Regions from separate parts of the Sus scrofa genome. Here region 1 is linked to region 2. A link is a contact called in public HiChIP or PLAC-seq data. All regions are on one chromosome and are shown on one strand. The core of a region is the stretch at or near the end of the contact, and the rest is flanking DNA. Distances in the headings are between cores, read along the strand shown. Region 1 holds the start of CAMSAP2 (calmodulin-regulated spectrin-associated protein 2). Region 2 holds the start of DDX59 (probable ATP-dependent RNA helicase DDX59).

Evidence for each region. HiChIP or PLAC-seq counts read pairs in DNA pulled down with a chosen protein or histone mark.
Region 1: an H3K27ac HiChIP or PLAC-seq map of alveolar macrophages shows a contact between it and region 2. The contact joins the promoter of CAMSAP2 here to the promoter of DDX59 in region 2. A contact is called at or near these places in 1 of 5 promoter capture datasets (liver), 9 of 47 Hi-C or Micro-C datasets (brain, embryonic fibroblasts, epiblast stem cells and 4 more) and 2 of 2 datasets of contacts at active chromatin or transcription factors (alveolar macrophages and skeletal muscle).

The regions. Positions count from the first base shown.
Region 1 is chr10:23,273,984-23,279,942 of Sscrofa11.1, forward strand. It overlaps CAMSAP2 (calmodulin-regulated spectrin-associated protein 2), which reads left to right and starts at 1,319. Exons shown (of 19, transcript XM_021064501.1): 1 at 1,319-1,557. The coding sequence starts at 1,419.
Region 2 is chr10:23,219,447-23,224,785 of Sscrofa11.1, forward strand. DDX59 (probable ATP-dependent RNA helicase DDX59) reads right to left here and starts at 3,084. Exons shown (of 7, transcript XM_005653799.3): 1 at 2,834-3,084; 2 at 854-1,632. The coding sequence starts at 1,621.

The DNA.
Region 1 (5,959 bases), core at 69-2,568, 53 kb after region 2:
GGGGCACCAGGGGAGCACCTCCGTAAGAGCCTGCTGGGCACGGTATCCAGAGATGTCACTGAAGGCAGGAGGCGATTCCCGGGAGAGGCTTGCAATCCAAAGGGACAGAAGGAGCCCAGTGGGCCAGGACGCATAAATAATCTGAGAAAATGCCCCAGTGGGAAAACGGAGCAGCTCAGACAAAATGGAGCCATAAGGGTTTGTAGATGCCGGATCTTGCGGTTTGCTTTGTGAAGGGACTTAGGCTCTGTTGGGGGGGCACGATGGCTGTGCCCCCTCCCTAGGGAGGACATTTACGTGAGGAGCATGGAGTTGAGAAAACTATCTCAAAGTCAGGAAACTAATTCAGGTGTGGAGCTTCCCAGATCCTCAATCCTGGTCAAGCCCCACGTGTGACTTGCCTCTACAACCGTGTGGTCAGCCAGCAATCGCACCCATCCTGGGGTGACATCCAGGACTGCATGGAATTCCTTAGGCACGCCAGGTTGGCAGCAAAGTGCGTGTCATCTAACCGGCACCTTGATAAACGTCAGTTCTCCGTGCCTAAGCATTGTGTCGCTAAACCACGAGCGCTACAGCGAAGCCGGACCGCCCCCCCCCCCCCCCCGCCACTTGCTCCCCGCCTCTTCCAGCCGGGTCAGCAGCCGCCGCACGCCCAGGCCGGCCAGGATGTGCACTCGGGTGGACAAGGAGCGCAGCCGCGACCACTGCGCATGCTCCACGGGCGGGCCGGACCGGCCGGGCGGCGGGCGGGCCGGGCCGAGAGACAGCGCATGCGCAGACCCGCGCCCGGCTCCTTCCAGTGCCGCAGCCGGAAAACCGCAGCGGCGGCGGCTGAGGCGGCGACCGCGCGGGCTGCCGCAGGGGGAGCACCCAGCAGGGCTGGCCGGGCGGGCCCGAGCACCGGGCTGACGGCGTCCGCGGGGCGGCGGCGCGGCGGGGAGTCCGCGCGAGGAGGTGCGGCCGCCGGCGCCCGCGCCTCAGGGACTGAGGCTGTCCGCGGCCCCGCGCCCCGCGGCGGCTCCGGCTGCGCGGGGTGGGGGCGCCCCGAGTCCCGGGTCGCGGCCCCATTGAGCCCCAAGGCCGCGCTCGGGCCGGCGGGCTCCCCCGAGGGCAGGGCCGGGAGCGGGGGCGGCGGGAGGCGGCGCGATGGCGGGACGGCCCCCGCGACGTGACCGCTGAGGACGCCCCCGCCGCGCCGGGCCCGCCGCGCGGAGACAAAGGGGAGGCGCCGCTGGCACGCGCGCTCGCGGGAGGCTCGCGGGGCGGCCGGGACGCGGCGCCGCCACCTTCCGGGCCAAGCGGCCTGGATCCGGACCCCGACCCCGCCCGCGGCCGGCCGCGCGCCCCTCCCCGGCCGCCACCCCGCGGCCGGCGCACCATGTGAAGGGCGGGCCGGTGCCCCAAGCGCGTGGAAGATGGGGGATGCTGCAGACCCCAGGGACGCGAGGAGGACGTTCATTGTTCCGGCCATCAAGCCCTTCGACCACTATGACTTCTCCAGGGCCAAAATCGCCTGCAATTTGGCCTGGCTGGTGGCCAAGGCCTTCGGGACAGGTACGTGGTCCTCTCCCTCCCCCGCAGGATGCGCGCATCCCGGTTTTGTCTCCGGTCCCCAGGTCCCCTCCACGCGTGTCCTCGCACAGGCTCAGGGACGCAGTGGGACACTGGAAGGAGTAAAAACGAAGGGAATAAAGCACGTTTGGTCTTAACCCGAGATCCCTCGGTTTGGGCAGGTGGGATATGGCCGGATTCCTTTTATTGGTTAGCAAAAGTGGGTGGTTTGTTTTTTTCTTCCCGGTGAGCGAGATTTTGCCATGTTTTTACATCGGGTGGTTTTCATTTGTGGTATTTTTCCCCATTGTGCTGCATTCATTTCCCCCCCAGTCATAACATTACACCACCGAGAAATCTGAGTTGGTTTCGTTATTACTGGAAGAAGGTGGATGGCACCCAGCTCCACATTGATTTTGACATTTGTAACCATGGCTGCGATTCAGGCTCCGTGACTGTGAGGTGGCCTCTGTGGAAGGGCAGCATTAATTTTTGTTGTCTTTCTGTAAGCCTGTGTCCTCTCGTCCCTTTCAGGCTCTATTAAAGGGGTCATTTAAAACCAATGTTTGGCTTGCGGGCTGTCTGTTGTCGGCTGCTCTTTTCTTTCCGTGTTATCAGGCATGTTCCTTTTTCCAAACATTTTTGGCTTCATAAATTAAGAGAAACAAAAACTCCCTCTTGTGGGATTTTTCTTTTTAATGAAAGAGTTTTTTTGAGGGCACATACTGTTGACACAAATTGTATAGTGCAGCAGCCATCAAAAAACACTCCCTCCATTACCCAGTCTTTGCAGAATAACAGGAAAAGGGCCTCCTGTTGTAATTCCTTAGCTGTTGCTTTAGGAGCCCATGTTGTGGAAGCTGGAGAAAATTAGCTTTTCATTTGGAGATGCTCCCGGAAGGTAATTTCATCGGATGACTTTGAGTCATTTTGTAAGATTTCTATGCCCTGCTTAATACCATTTGGATATGTAAAATATTTATTGGCATTTAGTATTTACAGACTTTTCTCCAGATGTTAAATACAGTTTTTGGCAGTGGGGAGAGGACGTCCAATTTTAGGACCAAGAAATATGTGGGTAAATGGTTTCATTCGTTCTTACTGTTTCAGCATATACAGCTGAGGACATTATCAGGACTGCATGTTTAGTTACCCACCAAATGAATCTCAGTGTTTAGAAAATTGTTTGAATTAGTTTTGAGGGAAACTTCATGTTGCCTTGATTTTATGTTTTTGGCAGCTTTTGTCTTATTTGAATTCTCATGCTGTGATATTGAAGTAGAAAGATGTTCAAGGTTTTAAAACTGTCATCAGGAGTAAATATAGCCAAACCATTTATTTTAAAATAATTTAGATTTTAAAGATTTCTTCGGAAATACATATGCACAGTAACACATGGGAGCACACACCAAGTGTTAGTGTGTGTTTTTGTTTCCTGGCACCCCTGATCACAGCAGTGAAAATAATAGATTTTAGTCTCAGCTTAAGCATCATGCTAAAGCTAATATCCATTTAGAGGAGCAGTGGAAGCTAGGTAAGGATGTAGAAAAGATGGAACATGATCTCTGTGGAAAAGCTCTGTGTACAAAATGGAAGGGCAGAGGGAATCGCAGAAATAATTTTTCTTTCTGAAACTGAGGAAGCTTACAGTACACATGGCACAGCGTTGGCCTAGATTCCCAAAGGGTGCTAAGCAGAACATGGCCAGCTCTGTGGGGACGTGCCAGGCAAGCTTACTGGGCTCTGGACCCTGGACGAACACGCATTGAACACACTTGGAGAAAAAGAGGCGTGAAGAGAGCAGCGTTATCAGTGGAATGTGCTGTGGGCCAGCGCCGTGCTTGGGGCTTTGCATCATGGGGTGCATTTGGGCTTCGCCCAGCTCCATGGTGCAGGCAGTGGGGTCCCCACTTAAGCGAGCACCCTGGTGCAGAAAGCTGCATTTTTAGCCAGGGCAGATGTGAGCTTTGATCGCCTGACTCCAGAGGGTCTGGCGTTGGTGGAGGCAGGGCCCGCCGCTTGTGTGCCCCATGCTTGAGACATGTCCCTACAGCAGCCCTTGGGCAAGGCGGTGCTCTTGTTCTACAGATGAGAGAGCTTGTGCTGATGAGTTAGCTCAAGATTAAACATCTGGCCAGTGGTGGAGCCTACAGGCCAGCGCAGGTCACTCTGCCTCTGAGGTCCACTCCTTACACCAGCCTGCAGAATCATCCGTTTATCTGCACATGTGAGGAATGTGCACGAGGTACCTGTGAACAGGCTTATTTATTTACCGCTGTTTAAAGAAGAGGCAGGTCTTAGTCTCAGATGGTTTGGATGAACCTCATTGGTACCTCGATACACTTGCCTTGGCAGCAGTTGGAATGCATAGATGTCATTCAAAATGGAATGAAAAACAAGCTCAGACGACCTTAAGAAAGGGACTTAGTAATAAGAAATAATATGATATTCAGAATGTTATGTTTGTACATTTGTTTATTTCTTCATCAACAGTCTGAAACTTTGAAAAAATACACATTTGTATGGCGTGAGCAGGAAAAAAGTGGGGTTTCATTTCTCTTGATGTAGATTTTTTTTTCCCTTTGCTACAGACACGGTTCTATGGCAGATGTGAGTAGACAGCATATCTCAGAGGTGTTGCCTAGTGGGAATCACTTGATCATTTAGAACAAACTTAAGTTAGGACTTCCTAAAATCACTTCTTTAATGATGACCTACAGCGTTTTCAGGCACCAATGTAGTCTTTTTTGTGACAAACTTTCTAAATGTTAACATATTAAGAAGAAGCCAGTTTTGGAACCATATGTTGGAAAGTTCATTTAAAATGATAGCTAGAAATCAATTGTGGGCATAGAATGATCTTCCTGAACTGTACAAAATAAATAAAGCACTGCCATTGTTATCCTAGAAAGCAGACGGAGTATTTACTTAATTTGAAGTCTTGTGTCAGAGCTTGGAATCGCATGCTTTACACTAAAAGTTTTTTTTTTTTAAACATTTGTTGACAAGCTCTTATTTTTTTATGACTTTTATTTTTCTATTATAGATGATATACAGTGTTCTGTCAATATCTACTGTACAGCAAAGTGGCTCGGTTGTACATAAATATATATTCTTTTTTTTCACATTATCGTCCATCATTATCCTCCATCATTACAAGTGACTAGATATAGTTCCCAGTGCTACACAGCAGGATCTCATTGCTTATCCATTCCAAAGGCAATAGTTTGCATTTATTAACCCCAGACTCCCAGTCTATCCCACTCCCTCCCCCTCCCCCTTGGCAACTACGCGTCTGCTCTCCAGGTCCATGAGTTTCTTTTCTGTGGAAACGTTCATTTCTGCCATATATTAGATTCCAGATATAAGTGAAGTCATATGGTATTTGTCTTTCTCTTTCTAATTTACTTCACTCAGTATGAGAGTCTCTAGTTCCATCCATGTTGCTGCACATGGCATTATTTTGTTCTTTTTTATGGCTGAGCAGTATTCCATTGTGTCTGTGTTCCACATCTTCTCAATCCATTCATCTGTCGATGGACATTTGGGATGTTTCCATGTCTTGGCTATTGTGAATAGTGCTGTAGCGAACATAGGGGTGCATGTGTCTTTTCCAGTGAATGTTTTGTCCGGATATATGCCCAAGAGTGGGATTGCTGGCTTCTATGGCAGTTCTATATTTAATTTTCTGAGGAACCTCCGTACTCTTTTCCATAGTGGTATTCCAAATGGCACAAACCTTTTATTTCGTCCCAGGATGAAGATACAGTTTTGATCAGATAAAGAATAAATTTGCTTAGGTGAATTTTAATCAATAAACAGATAAGATACTCTCATTACATTAAGTAGATTGCAGAAGAGGGAGCAGTTACACTGTGCCGTCTCTCCTGTTTGGACAGTCCAAGCCGTGTACGTGGTGATGTTGCTGATTTGCTTTAACTGCTTGGGGGGAAAAGGAGGGCGCAAAACTTTTTTTACGACATCATTCTTCTTATTAAAATCTAGCATGTGGAGTTCTTAACATGGAACTCAAGAAGGCCCACTTCCTAGTGTCACTTTGTCGTTTCAGCTTTACCAGCTGTCATCCTCCCTTTTGTACCATGTAGGTTGAAACTACGAAATCATTTGCTGTTAGAAATAACACCTTATTGCATCATTTTGTATATCCTGGCACATCTTTCTGTAAATTTTTTTTTTGTTTTCTTTCCTTTTTTTTTTTTTGATTAAAAAATCTGTTGTAAATTTTTCCTTATCCCAACACACTTTGTTGTCCACATCCTGCTTAAGACCTGCCTCTCACGCGCATCCAAAGGTTGTGACGTCCGTGGACAGCACTGTGGTCAAGAGACTGAAGCAGAGAGGCCGGCTGCGAAGTTCCTGCAGGAAGCCGGACAGGGGCTGGAGA
Region 2 (5,339 bases), core at 1,834-4,333:
AGCAATGGGGGATCTGAGCCACATCTTCGACCTGCACCACAGCTCACGGCAACACCGGATCCTTGACCCACTGAGCGAGGCCAGGGATTGAACCTGCAACCTCATGGTTCCTAGTCGGATTTGTTTCCGCTGCACCATGACAGGAACTAACTCCCTCGTCGAGATTTTGAACATCTAGTGCTTTCTTTTCTTTCTTCCTTTCTCACCTCTTTGACTACTTTTTCATTTCCCCCAGTGTCCTCCTTTCTCTCTTCTCCCTTTGCCTGTATTTTGCATGTTTCCCTTCTCTTCATTTTCATACCCCACAAACTCACCAGTACTTAGCAAGTAATTACTCAAAATGTCTGTTAAATTAATTATATGTGGGACTGCCTTATGCACTGTAAACCAATCAGTAAGGCAAGGGAGAACCATTTTAAGATGGATCCCAATTACCCATGCGTTTTGAAACTCTACGATAGTGTTCTGACTTTGGTGTCGGATTTTTCAAAACACAAAACTGAAGGCAGCTAGGTTGACACAAAAAATGACAGCTCGTCTGGTCAGCAGGATATTTCTGCCCAAAGCCAAAAGCCTAGCCCTTGGATAGAACATTTGTTAAAGTGAAAACTCCTTGTAAGAAAGGAATCTTTTAGGCCTTCGATGAAGAGGTTGGTTCAAGGTAGCAAAAGAAAAATTCCCTAAAATTGTGTTTTTTCATACAAACTACTGTCTAGAAGCAAAATCACCAGGAGCACCAGTGATCACGGGCCTAAGTATTTAGCTTCAGTTTGCAATTGTAACACAGTCGAGGGGGACACTTGGTAAACACCTCGCTTGTTTCTGAGAATAACACTGGTGAGCTCTCTCGTACCTGAACCAGAGCTCGCGTGATAACGGGAAGCAGGAAGGCGGCCGTCTTTCCTGAGCCGGTGTCAGCGCTGGCCAGGAGGTCCCTGCCCAGAAGCCCCACGGGGATCATCTGCATCTGGATGGGCGTGGGAACTTCGTAGCCTGCGGTCTTCAAGTTGAAGTTTAAGGTCTCAGGGAAGCCGCAATGCCCAAAGTCAATGATGGGCCTGGGGACACCTCGCCCTTCCACCACGATTCCCAGCTGCCCTCTAAGGTTTTCAATCTGGTCCTCCCGGAGGTTCGAGATGAAGGCGTGCTCGGTGTAGACGTAGGAAGCAGGGCATGGAGCCCCCGGCTCAGAACTCCCTTCCTGGGGTGGCTCTCTCTGCTCCTCGGCTGCCCTAACCTGCAGAAGGTGTTTTGCTTTACACTCCAGGCTACACACATCTTCATCCGTCTCATCACAGATGTATTCTCCAAACCGCCCGCACACCACGCACACTGGCTCCCCGGGCTCTGCCCAGCGCTGGGTTTTGGAAAAGGACTTCACGGGTTCCTCCGGGAGATTGTCCTGTGCCTCCTGCTCGGGTCCAGCCAGAACCCCCTCAGCCACCGGGCCGGCTGGATGCGGATGCGCTGCTGGTTCTCTGGGGTCTGAGGTGACAGCTGGACCAAACCCGCCAGCGTCCAGCCCAGGATTTTCACCTTCTGGCTTGATTTTCTTGGCCACACAACTTCTACCATCATCACTAGCGTTCCGCTTGATTTTCAGGGATCTTGGAACAAACATCCTTCAATATTCTGTATAGGAGATTATATAGTGAGATTGATTTTACCGTCAAGAAAGTCACATATAAAGTACATGTATGAAGTACCCTGAGGTTACTGTGGAGTCAGCCTTGTCCCTGGGCTTTGCCTCCAGGGGACAGAGAAGGCAGCGCTTAGACCAAGTCCCCTCCCCACCACCCCTGCCCATTTCCTGTGAAAACAGTCCTGTCCCGTCCTCCATGCACACAGCTTCCCACCATTGACCTCTGCTCATTGACTGACTTGCGCTCTGAAATACCAGCCATCAGAGATATTCTGGAGTAAACTCTTCCATTACACTGTCAAAAATGGAAACACAAAGAGGGCTATTGCACAAGGGGAGTCTTTACCAGCAGCCACAGTAAGTAACACCTGGACAGTGGACAGAGGTGCCAAGCTCAGCCCTGAGCGCCTGTGCCATAGCGTAGCGTCACCCCACACACGCACACGCATGTTTTATCTTGTTTCATCACGGGCTGAGCCCCCAGAAGCTAAGTGACTTGGAGCTCACAGCCTCTTGGAGGCAGAACCAGGCACCGGTACCAGCTCCCAACCAAGGCTCTTCTCATTTACAGCAAAAACAAGTTTTTGCAAAATGACCTCGATTGGGAAACAGGCTTTGAAGCTAATTTGGGGACTGCCAAATATGCTAATAAACACTTTTCTCCCAATATTTCCTTGGGATACATTGCCAGATTCCATTTTTCCGGAAAGATTCCAACAAAAATGTACGTGACAGTGGAGAGTTACAACCTTAAGGCTCAGAAATGGTCAAGGGCGTGGGGGAGGGGCAGCCGCACGCGAGCAGGAAGAGCCGGGAACGCAGGGCTTCACGGTGAAACCGAACCGAACCCGCACGGGCTAGACGGCCACCGCTCGCTCCAGTTCCCGCAACGCCCCGTCCTATCCCCTCCCCCACGGGCGTCGCCCCCACCCCTCCCCCCAACACAGCCCCCCTCCCCCCGACGTCGCCCCCCCCCACCGCGGCACTGCACGCAGATGCGCGTGACGTCACGGCGCTGCCTGGAGACCGGCAGGGTGCGCCGGGCGGGAGGCGGCGGAGGGGAGAGGGAGGCAAGGGGGAGGGGACAGCGCAGGGCCTGTCCCGCCGCCAACGCCAGGCGCCCGGGTCCCGCTCGAGAGGAGCAGGACGCGAGGCAGGCCTGAGCCGCGGGACGGGGGCATGCTCACTCACGCAGACTGCGGCCACGTCCTCTCCCGCTCGGGGCCGGCCCACCCTTGAGGCGCTGGACCGGGCTTCCGGCTGATGATCCTGGGCCGCACGCCCGCCCTGCGGCCGGGGGAGCAGTGCGGAGCGCAGAATCCACTTCTCCTGGTTTTGGGAGGTGCCGATGCGCGCAGGAGGCGGGGCCACTGCGGGAGGCGGGGCTCGGCTGGGCGGGCGGAAGGGAGCGTTTGCCACGCCCCCTTCTTGGCCCCCTGCTTGGGGGCGATAAATGCCAGAGCTTGGCTGGAGCCCACGGGCTCCAAGCCCAGGGGCAAAAGCGGGGATTCTCTTGGAAGAATTTACGTAATCGGATGGGCGGGGCGGGGCGGGGCGGGGCGGGAGGACCCGAGGCGGGGCGCCCCGGGAAGTCGCGGGAGTGGGGTGGCCGGCACCGTTGGAGGGGCGGTTAAGTGGGAGTGAGGGCGGAGAGGGCGAGGCCCCTTGGGCTCGGAGACCTGTTCCGCTTTTAGACGGCTAATAACTGAGGAATGAACCGAGCGGGTTTAATGTGCCCGTGAGATAGATACCCTGTGTATCCCCACCACACCCCACCCGGACGGGAGGAGAAAGTCACAGTCACGTGCTGGGGCCCCGTGGGTCGCACTTCCCTGGAGCTGGTGGGGAAGTGATGGTGGAAAGTGGGGGGACCGGAAGGAGGGAAGCAGAGCGTGATGACCTCAATACTTTCGAGTCTAATATTTTATGCATATGTGGAACAGATAGATAACTTCTAAAGGATACTAGTAAAACGGAGGGAAGTCTGCGACTCCATAATATCCATAGTGAGCAAATATACGTGCACCCCGGGATTCTGCCCCTTGCTACTCCTTCAACCACCAGGATCCTAACCTTGGTGTCTCCTTGCCATTTTTGGTGGTTTTGTCGTAGTTGGAGGCATTCCTAAAAGATACGTTGTTTCATTTTTCTCTTTTTGAGGTTTATAAAAATAATGTGTAGCCTTGTGGGAACATGTTTTTTTAAATTCATCCAAGTTGTTAAGTGTAAGCAAGCAGTAGAACATTTATTTTCACTGCTGTAATAGTGTGTGTCTGGGAAGTAGTTTATGTATAGTTGTTGATCCCTTTTTCTGCGGATGTTTGTGTTGTCTCTAGTATTTTCTTATTGTTAGAGGCAAGCTGACCATGAAGCTAATGAAATTTGAATTTCCAGACCCCTCACTCTCATGGGTCTCTTCCATGGTCCTGAAACAGAAGCCTTGGCATTTCCATACACATTCTTTTCTTCTTTTTCTTTTTCAGGGCTCACTGGAGGCATATGGAAGTTCCTGGGCTAGGGGTCCAATTGGAGCCGCAGCTGCCCGGCCTACACCGCAGCCACAGCAACACCAGACCAGAGCCACATATGTGACCTAGGTGGTAGCTTGCAGCAATGCTGGATCCTTAACCCACGAAGGAAGTCAGGGTTTGAACCTGCATCCTCATGGACACTAAGTCAGGTCCTTAACCTGTTGAGCTACAGTGGGAGCTCCTCAACAAATATTCTCAAGACAAACCGTGGCGGAGATCTCAGGATGCCCTGCAGAACTTTCCAGAAGTGCTTCAGGGCCCCAATTATTGCTACCTCTAATGCATGCTGGAGAATAAGAGATTCTGTGTGGTAATAATTGGCCTCCTCAAACATGTAGAAAGGTGTAGGGACTAATACAGTAAACTCCTGTATGCCCTTCACACAGATTCACCATTTGCAGTATTTGTGTGTAAGAGCCAATGTGTATATATTATTTTTGCTGAACCATTTGAGAGTAAGTTGCAGGGTGCATCTTCGAAAACAAAGATAATCCCTGTTTCTGCAGAACAATTTTCAAATGTAGGTAATTTGGTGCTGATATAATACTGATGTCTTAAGTACAGTCCACATTAAAATTTCATCAGTTGTTCCAATAATGTTTTTTAGAGCAGTTATTTCACCCCCAGGCCAGGATCCAGTCCAAGATATTTTCACTGTCTGTTTCTATCCTAACTTTTGATAATAAATACTCAAGTTTAGGGTAGTTAAATATGTCTTTATCTTTTGTAGTTAACTTTAATTAATTAATTAATTGGGGGTGGCGCACACAGCACATAGAGGTTCCAAGGCTAAGGATTGAATTGGAGCTGTAGCTGCCGGCCTACAACCACAGCCACAGCAACGCCAGCTCCTTTACCCATCTGAGCGAGGCCAGGGATCGAACCTGTGTCCTCATGGATGCTGGTCAGATTCGTTTCCACTGAGCCATGATGGGAGCTCCCCATAGTTAACAACTTTGATGTCTTAAAAACTCCTTGTCTTGCCAGGGGCTGGGGAAGGGAGGGATGAGTGGGCAGAGCACAGAGGGTATTTGGGGCAGTGAAACTACTCTGTGATACTGTGACCGTGGATACCTGTCATTACACATTTGTCCAAGCCTGGAGAATGTCCACCACCATGAGTCAACTGATGGGAACTATGGACCCTGAAGGATGCTGGGATGTTG